Linked DNA regions of Zea mays: region 2 is linked to region 1. A link is a contact called in public Hi-C data. All regions are on one chromosome and are shown on one strand. Each heading gives the region's core, a stretch centred on a gene start, on an enhancer-like site or on the middle of the called end of the contact. The rest is flanking DNA. Distances are from core to core; before and after follow the strand shown.

What was found. Hi-C and Micro-C count contacts between places; a contact is called where the count stands out from the background.
Region 2: a contact with region 1 is called in a Hi-C map of leaf, with 4 times the contacts expected there. The contact joins the promoter of LOC103637470 here to the promoter of LOC103637459 in region 1. A contact is called at or near these places in 9 of 25 Hi-C or Micro-C datasets (bundle sheath, ear, leaf and 2 more).

Annotation. Positions count from the first base shown.
Region 1 is chr1:82,998,765-83,002,627 of Zm-B73-REFERENCE-NAM-5.0, reverse strand. LOC103637459 (transcription repressor OFP8) reads right to left here and starts at 1,592. Exons shown (of 1, transcript XM_008659648.2): 1 at 289-1,592. The coding sequence starts at 1,400. The coding sequence ends at 618.
Region 2 is chr1:83,201,590-83,205,452 of Zm-B73-REFERENCE-NAM-5.0, reverse strand. LOC103637470 (C-terminal binding protein AN) reads right to left here and starts at 2,034. Exons shown (of 7, transcript XM_008659655.4): 1 at 1,300-2,034; 2 at 384-552; 3 at 100-230. The coding sequence starts at 1,908.

The DNA of each region.
Region 1 (3,863 bases), core at 343-2,842:
GCGCAAGACAAAAGCCGAGTGCCGACTGCCGAGCACCATCGTTTCGCCCCGTTGGAGTAACCCACCACAACAGCTAGCTCGCAACGAGTCAAGCGCCCGGGGATCACGGGCGGCGCCTTTCCGGCCGTTTCCACCGGCCGGCTATGGTGCTCTCTCTCTCTCACACACAACACACACACACTCACCTCCCCGGTGTGGTCGCGTGATCATCTGTTGGTTCTTCACCGATGCAACGGCTAAAGCGACGCCGAACATAAATGGAGGAGAAAAACACTATCTACTCTGATATACCAAGCAGTTTAGAAAAACACACTGAAAGTCTACAATCAGTTCAGAAAAAAAAACCAAGGCGTTTGTTGCGTGGAGTACACATCAGTACAGAACACTTGATATATCAACGCATCGACAAAAACCCTAACTCAAGACCGTTACCAGCGCACTTGTGATAAACCAATGCGTCAAAGAAATCGACAAAAACGAAACTACTGAAAACAACCATGCAAGTCTCGTCCGCCCAGCCACGAACGTACAAGAGAAATTAATCGACGGCCGGGGGATGGGATTGGACCTTGGACAGTTGGACGTAACAAACCGATCGAGGAACAGACTAGTCAAGCTCAAGCACCACGCGTTGCCAGGTGCTGGTGCTGCTTCTTCCTGCAGCGGCGGGAGGAGGCGAGGAAGTCCGGCGCGCGCTCGTGCCCGGCGAAGACCTCCTCCCAGATCTCGGCGAAGGCGCGGAGGATGAGGTGGTGGTGGCGCGGCGAGTTGAGGGACAGGAACCGGTGCAGCAGCTCCCGGAGCTCCGCGCCGCCCACGATCTCCTTCTCCACGATCATCTGCAGCATGGACCGGCGGAAGTCGCCCAGCGGGTCCGCCGACTCCTTCACCACCGCCACGCTCTCCTCCACCCGCCCGGACCCGCCGCCGCCCTCGCTCACGGTCCGGCGGTGCCACTGCTTGCCGTCGGTGCTGCCGGCGGAGTGCAGGAAGCGGACGCTGCGCTCCAGCTCGTGGAGCTGGCGCAGGAGCGCCGACAGGCTGGGCGTGCTCTCCTCCATGCTGCTGGGGCCGTCGTCGGCGGTGGTGGTGGTGGTGGTGGTGACGGACGAAGACGAGACCGAGAACGAGGAGGGAGCCGACGACGTTGTCGTCGCCGGCCTGCTCCCTCCTCTTCTCGTCGACTCGGTCGTGACGGTGGCGGTCGACGTGCCGGTGAGCGGAGTGGTTGACGCGGCGGTCTGCGGCGTGGCGGTTGGTGACTTGTCGGAGGAGCCATCGGAGATGGAGACAGCCTTGGTGCCGCCGCAGCCGCACATGAATAGGCGGGCCTTTTTGTTGATGCACAGCCCGCCGCCGCTGGCACCGGCACCGCGCCGGCGCGACATCAACACCCTCATGGAAGGGCTTATGCTCTGGCGGGGGCGGGGGCGAGGAGTGTGGCTGCGCTCGTTGGCTCGTGCAGTGGGTATGTATGTTGCGGAAGGAAAGGGCTGCCGTGGGCTGGGGCGAGGAACAGAGAGGCCTAGCTTAAAAAGAGCGAGCCATAGATACCGGCCATATATGTGCACGTTCGTTGCATCCGGATCAGCGAGTGAAACGGCTACACTAGTGTCTTCGTTTTTTGAATGGACAGGATCTGGCAGGTGCAGCTGGTGCGAAATTTAAAAAAGGGTTAGATTAAAACCCTAACTAAGCGCAAACTCATCTGGTGAGACCACCGATGCCAGACCTTTTTCACGTCCCTCATAAACTGTCGCAAACAAGACAGGAGTACAGATCGACGACATACATGGTAGTAGAGATGGCCAAATGGACCGCCCAGCCAGGGTACGGTGAAGCCCGGTCCGTTTTGGGCTCGGCCCGCTAGGCACGGTTACGAAACCGGACCGGGCCGTATAAGCACGCGTGCTCAGTTTCCTGTCCGGGCTCGTTCCACAGCGGGCCGACCCGTTTAGCACGAAAAATCGGACCGAAAAGCAGGTCGGTAAGCACGTTTTAGTGTAAAAAGCGGGTTTAACTGGCTTAGAGGTAAACGGGTCGTGTCGAGCTAGCCCACCGTGCATAGTTTTCTGTCCGAGCCCGACCCGCTTATTCGTGCCGGGCCGGGCCGGGCCCGCATAGAACCGGGTTATGTCAGGCTCGGACCGGGCCCAAACAGCGGGCTTCGTGCCGGGCTCGCAGGCCTCGTGCTTATTGGCTATCTATATATGGTAGTCAATCTCTGAGACGAAATTTAATTTACATTGAGTAGTGCATGGATGTTCTAGTGTTAATTTTATGAAAATGTTGCTTGGCTTGTCAAAAGCCTGCCTAGTGAAATATAGAGCGCGGACAATACAGATAACCAACTCGGTTTTGTGACGACGATAACAGGTTTGCCGAGTTGCCGTCACTAATGAATTCGGTGAAACCATGCAAGGATGAATTTGAAAAAAGACAGAGACCATATGCATGGTAAGGGCATCCAGCGTCTTACTCTTATACAATGGTAATTACTTGATCCAATCATACGCGTGTTAGTTTACATCTCTCATTTCCGTACCCCTAGCTATCCACCACAGACGCCCACTTATTTGGTCATAGAGGCTATATGTTTTATTATATTTCATTTTTTTCACTTACTGATCTCTCTTTTGTTTTTGGGTACCCTTTTTTAAGCCCTTCAAAAAATACCCCCATCTCCAAATATGTATATTTTTTCTTACGAAAAGCTATTTATATAAGTGCCCTCAAATTACAACTATTTGTTCAAACTTCATGCATGCATTCCGTAAAGTTGTAGGTCCTCTTTATTACTCTTTTGTAAAGATATTCTTCTTGAAAAAGATTTTTTTTTTCTATGAGGCATTCGAACATCCTTTTCGTACTCTTTTTATGGCACTTATTTGAGGTACTCTTGGAGATGTTCTTAAACATCTAAATTTATCGTGACGACTGGCGAGTAACACGTGCTCCACAAAGAGTTGACATATTTAGATTTATTTGTGGTAATGCAGCTGAATGACGAAAATTATTGAAGATCAAAGAGACGGGATGCAGCGGTGGAGCGGATAGGACGTGCCTCTTGTTTGGAATATAATATAAGTGAATTGTCCACGTCTTTCTATCAGATTAAGCTGGTTGGTGTATGTAACTTAATATGATATCAGATCTAGAAATCTCGCGTTTGAATACTGGTAAGCACAATTAAATAAAATAATTATTGTTCGCTCCTATATTCCACGTCAACAAGAGACCCAAAAAAGGCTCGACGTGAGAAAAACGTTGGAATATAATATAATTAAATTATCAACTTTTTTCTATCATCTTAAACTTTTAGGTTTAATTGATTGGTACATGTAACTTAATACTCCTTACCGCTCCTGAGCCTATGGATTTTCATTGAAACATCTCATAAAATTTAAAATGTACATTGTGTAATGTAGAAAGGACCTCTATATATACTATAGCAGTTTAGTTTATTCTCTCCTAAATTTTGTTTGGCTCTGTGTCTTGTTGAGGATATATAGTTAAGCTAGCTTTTGGAATCAGGAGGACCCTACGAACATCCTGTTTATTCCATGGCACTATGGCAGGGCCTACACAACACTGATGTGCGATGCCTTTTAGAAAAAACTACACGCGGGCTAGGATAGCTAGGGCGGCTTTGCCCTTGTCCTATCTGCATCTGTTGACACATTTCCATCGCTCTAGGTAGGGTGTCATTAGCCCCTTGTTGCAAAGGATAGGAGGATTATTATCTAAATTAAATACAGTATCATTTATAGGTACCCATTTGTATTAACGTTCGCAGGAACAGGTGCCCCCGAAATATGCGGTCGGTAATTGCTACTGAGTAGGCTAGCTTATCCCTTGTTATG
Region 2 (3,863 bases), core at 785-3,284, 200 kb before region 1:
GCATACATTGCTAAAAATATTAGATGAAATGGGACACCTACTTTGGTAAAAGCTAAATTCCAAATGAAACCTATTGGGTACAATAAACCAGTTTCATACCCATGCTTCCGTCCACTGGGGGCCTTCAGCGCCATCTAATGCACACCCAGCGATAGTGCCATCAATCAAGAGTTGTTTGAGTGCACAGTCATCTATGAGCTGACAGCTACCAGTGTTGACTATGAACGCTCCTGCAACATTCAGAAGGTAGTCATCAACAATGTGTTATAGGCTTATAGCATGAACATAAAAATAGAAAACTAATTATAATGCAGAGAGCATGCGACTGCCAAAAGGAGGGGCTAAAACAGAAAAAAGAAGGAAGCAAGTAAAGCACGTCTTACCAGGTTTTATGTGCTGAAGGCGCTCAGCATTAAGTATATGTGTTGTATCATTTGTCAATGCACAATGAAGCGAAACTAGATCACTTGCTGCTAATAGATCATTGAGAGTATCCATTCTTCTTGCAGCAGAAGGAAATACAATAGAAGGACGCTTTACTTTCCCAGTAACCTTCACATAATGTCATTACAATTAACAAGGTCAGATCTATATCATGCTTTAACTTCATCGCCAATATTACATGTGCCAGTAACCCAGAAACACCATGAAGACTTATACAACTGAGCAATATTATGAAAATGAAATTTGCAGTAAAAAGTACCGGAACTGAGGATATATAGCCAAACTGATTTGATTTTTTAAACCAAATCAAACTGATTAACTGAATATGACTTACTTATGGCAACATATGTTTTTATATGGTCATTTGAATGTATATTTTTCAAGTTAAAATCTTGTGGGAAGGTAGAAAAAAGAGTCAAGCTATCAAAGTGTTTGACTAGGAGTTCCAACAAACCCAGAGACACAGCGCATTCAGATCCATATATATTTTGAAAGAAGTATTAAAACTCCAGCATACTGGTTGCCAGAAATCAATCGGTATAAACAAAATCATGCCAGAAGTTCAACTAATGCCAACAACGAGGCAGAAAAGACAATAATAGCACTAAATCTACAAGTAGGCGTGTGATGATACACTAGAAGTCAAAAGGCAGATCACCTTTACATGAAAGGACGCAGGAAACTAGTGAGCAATCATCTGCTAACACATTTTCAGAAATTTCAGATCACGTTAACTAATAATGCTCACGGGTCACGGCGCCCAACGGCATTTGAACCCTAGAACAACAAAACTGGCAACTGGAATCTAGCAGCGCAGATCACAGGATAGAAGTGTATTAGCGGCGGATCCAGTACCTCGTAGAGCGGATCGAAGTAGAGGACGCTCATGCGGAAGGCAAGGCTGCGGGTGGCCAGGCACCGCGCGGCGGCGTTGACGCCGACGATGCCCAGTACGAGCCCCCTGCATCGGCGCATGCCCCGGCACAGCGGCTGCACGGAGCCGAGCCACCCAGCAGTCGGGGACGACGAGGAGGCGTGGCGGGACAGCAGGTGGGTGCGGCGGAGGAGGCCCAGGAAGAGCGCCATGACGGTGTCCGCGACCTCATCGGCGCGGTTGGCGTCGACGTGGACGAGGCGGAGGCCGAGCTCGGCGGCCGCGGCGGTGTCCGCGGCGCGGTCCGGTGAGCCGAGGCAGAGCAGCAGCTGCCATGGCCGGAGCCTGCGCTGCGCGGCGCGCGGGAGGAAGGCGAGCGAGGGGAGCAGCACGGCGGCGGCGGCCTCGACGCGGCCCGCGGATAGCGCCGAGAGCGGCGCGTGCTCGACGGCCGCGGCGCCGGACAGCGCGTCCTGCTCCAGCGACGGGTCCTCGAGGCAGTTGAGCGTCACCACCAGCGGCTGCAAGCCGCCGCCGGCGGCGGCGGCGGCCATCGCCGGCGATGCAGAGTGGGCCGGGCCGTGCAGCATTTTCTGGGCCCTTTCGCCACTCGCGGGAGAAGGTTGACTACGTGTCCCGTCAGCTGTCTGGTCTGATTGCTGTTTTCCTTCTGTGTGCGAGCACGACAATGAGATACTTACTCTGCTTTTCCGGCTCCGGCAGCGGTTTCCTCTAAGAGCAACTATAATAATAGGCTCTAAACCTGTTTACATGGTATTTTTTCTTATGTGGAAGAGAGATATCCAAAAGTACAGTGGTATTTTTTCTTATGCGGAAGAGAGATATCAAAAAGTAGAGTGAGTTGTCTCTCATACAAGAGCTAGATGATATACGGACTTCAACACAAAAGGATAAAAGAGAAAGAGATAAGGGATTCATCTAATAACCAATCTTAGAGTCAGCTTTATTATATGAGTGTGTTTATTGTTGGATATAGATGACATGGTAAAGAGTTAGAGCCAACAATAGACTTTATTATTAAACTTGTTCTAAATTTTCTCCCTATATCTCACTATAACAAAAAATTTATCATTTTCTATACCTACTTTTCATTCACTATCAATTTTTTATCTACTAACAATTACTCACGGGCCCACTAGTACAGGAATTAATAGTGTTAGAGGGTATAAGGCTGCTCCAGCAGAGGCTCCTAAAGGATCCTCTACCCTAAATATAGAGGATCAAACGGTCATCTACGCTCTCCAGCAACGTCCTCTAAACGGTCTTCTAAATTTAGAGGACACTGTTGGATTCTCTATATAGAGAGTTTCTCTAAACGGTCCTCTATCCATTTGAATACTTTAAATAACCAGTTTAGCAAAACTAAAATATGTATAATATATTTGAGAGTATGACAAATACGTATGTACAAAAAATAAAAATAAAAAATATCTCTAATATATGTATTTGAATATAGAGGACGTTGTTGGAGAGCAAGGAGATTTGGAAGATGAAATCTTTTAGAGGAAACTATAAAAGACGGATATAGATGATGGATATTAAGGACGTTGCTGGAGACAACCTTTAACAGTGAAACGCCACAAACGGAGGAAGAGAGAAGGGGCGGACACGCAGCCTAGCAGGACAGCGTTGTGGGCGTGGGGCGCCCTTGTAGCCACAGAGTATGAAAGGGGAAGGGGCTAGCGCGCCTAGACCGCTGCTGCCAGCCTGATCGCGCGCCAGCGGCCAGCCTAAAGTCGATCGGTCTTGCGTCCGTGCTTTCGGTCTCACGTTCTAGGCGCACAGCGCCCTCGGGTTCGAGCCGGTCGAGCACGCACAAGGCGCTCCCGGAGCTGGGTTGCTGGCGTGAGCAGCTACTGAGCGCAATTCGCCAGTGCTTGCTGATGTTGAGAACTACGTTACCACGGATCACCAGATCCGCTCCCTTCCCTCCCGTCAGCAGATTAGGCGCGAGAAGTCGTGGAAGACCCATATCCCTTCCCAGAAGCATTACAGAGGAAACACGCGAGAGACGGTAATGTAGGGTTGGGTCTCTGGCCTCTTCCGCTTCACTATTCCATATGAGGGGTACATGTACTATATATAGAGACGTGATTGCCCTCGGGGGCATATTCGGTATTTGCCCAGATAAACCTTCATTAGGGTTTCTCAACACTCCCCTTGGGCGAATACCGCGACCAAAACATGCATCTTTAAAACTCCCAAAAACCTAGTGGGAAAAATATGGAGAAAGAGCGCATGGTGACACATATTGCATTTGCACTTTGTTGCCTCGTTAAAAACTCATGTGATAAACTTCAGGAAAACTCACCAAGGAAAAAGAGTACATCAACTATCATCAGGACATATTTCGATCTTCTAGATCTAGATTCCATTGAATCTTCTATAAAGGCTAACTTTAGAAATGTGCTCCCCCTAATCCTTGCAAACTGTACCAATAAGGCAAAACATCTTCTGGAAGTATATGCACATAAAGATTTAGCAAACGGGTTGCATATCATTGCAAGGACTATTTCAGGAACTT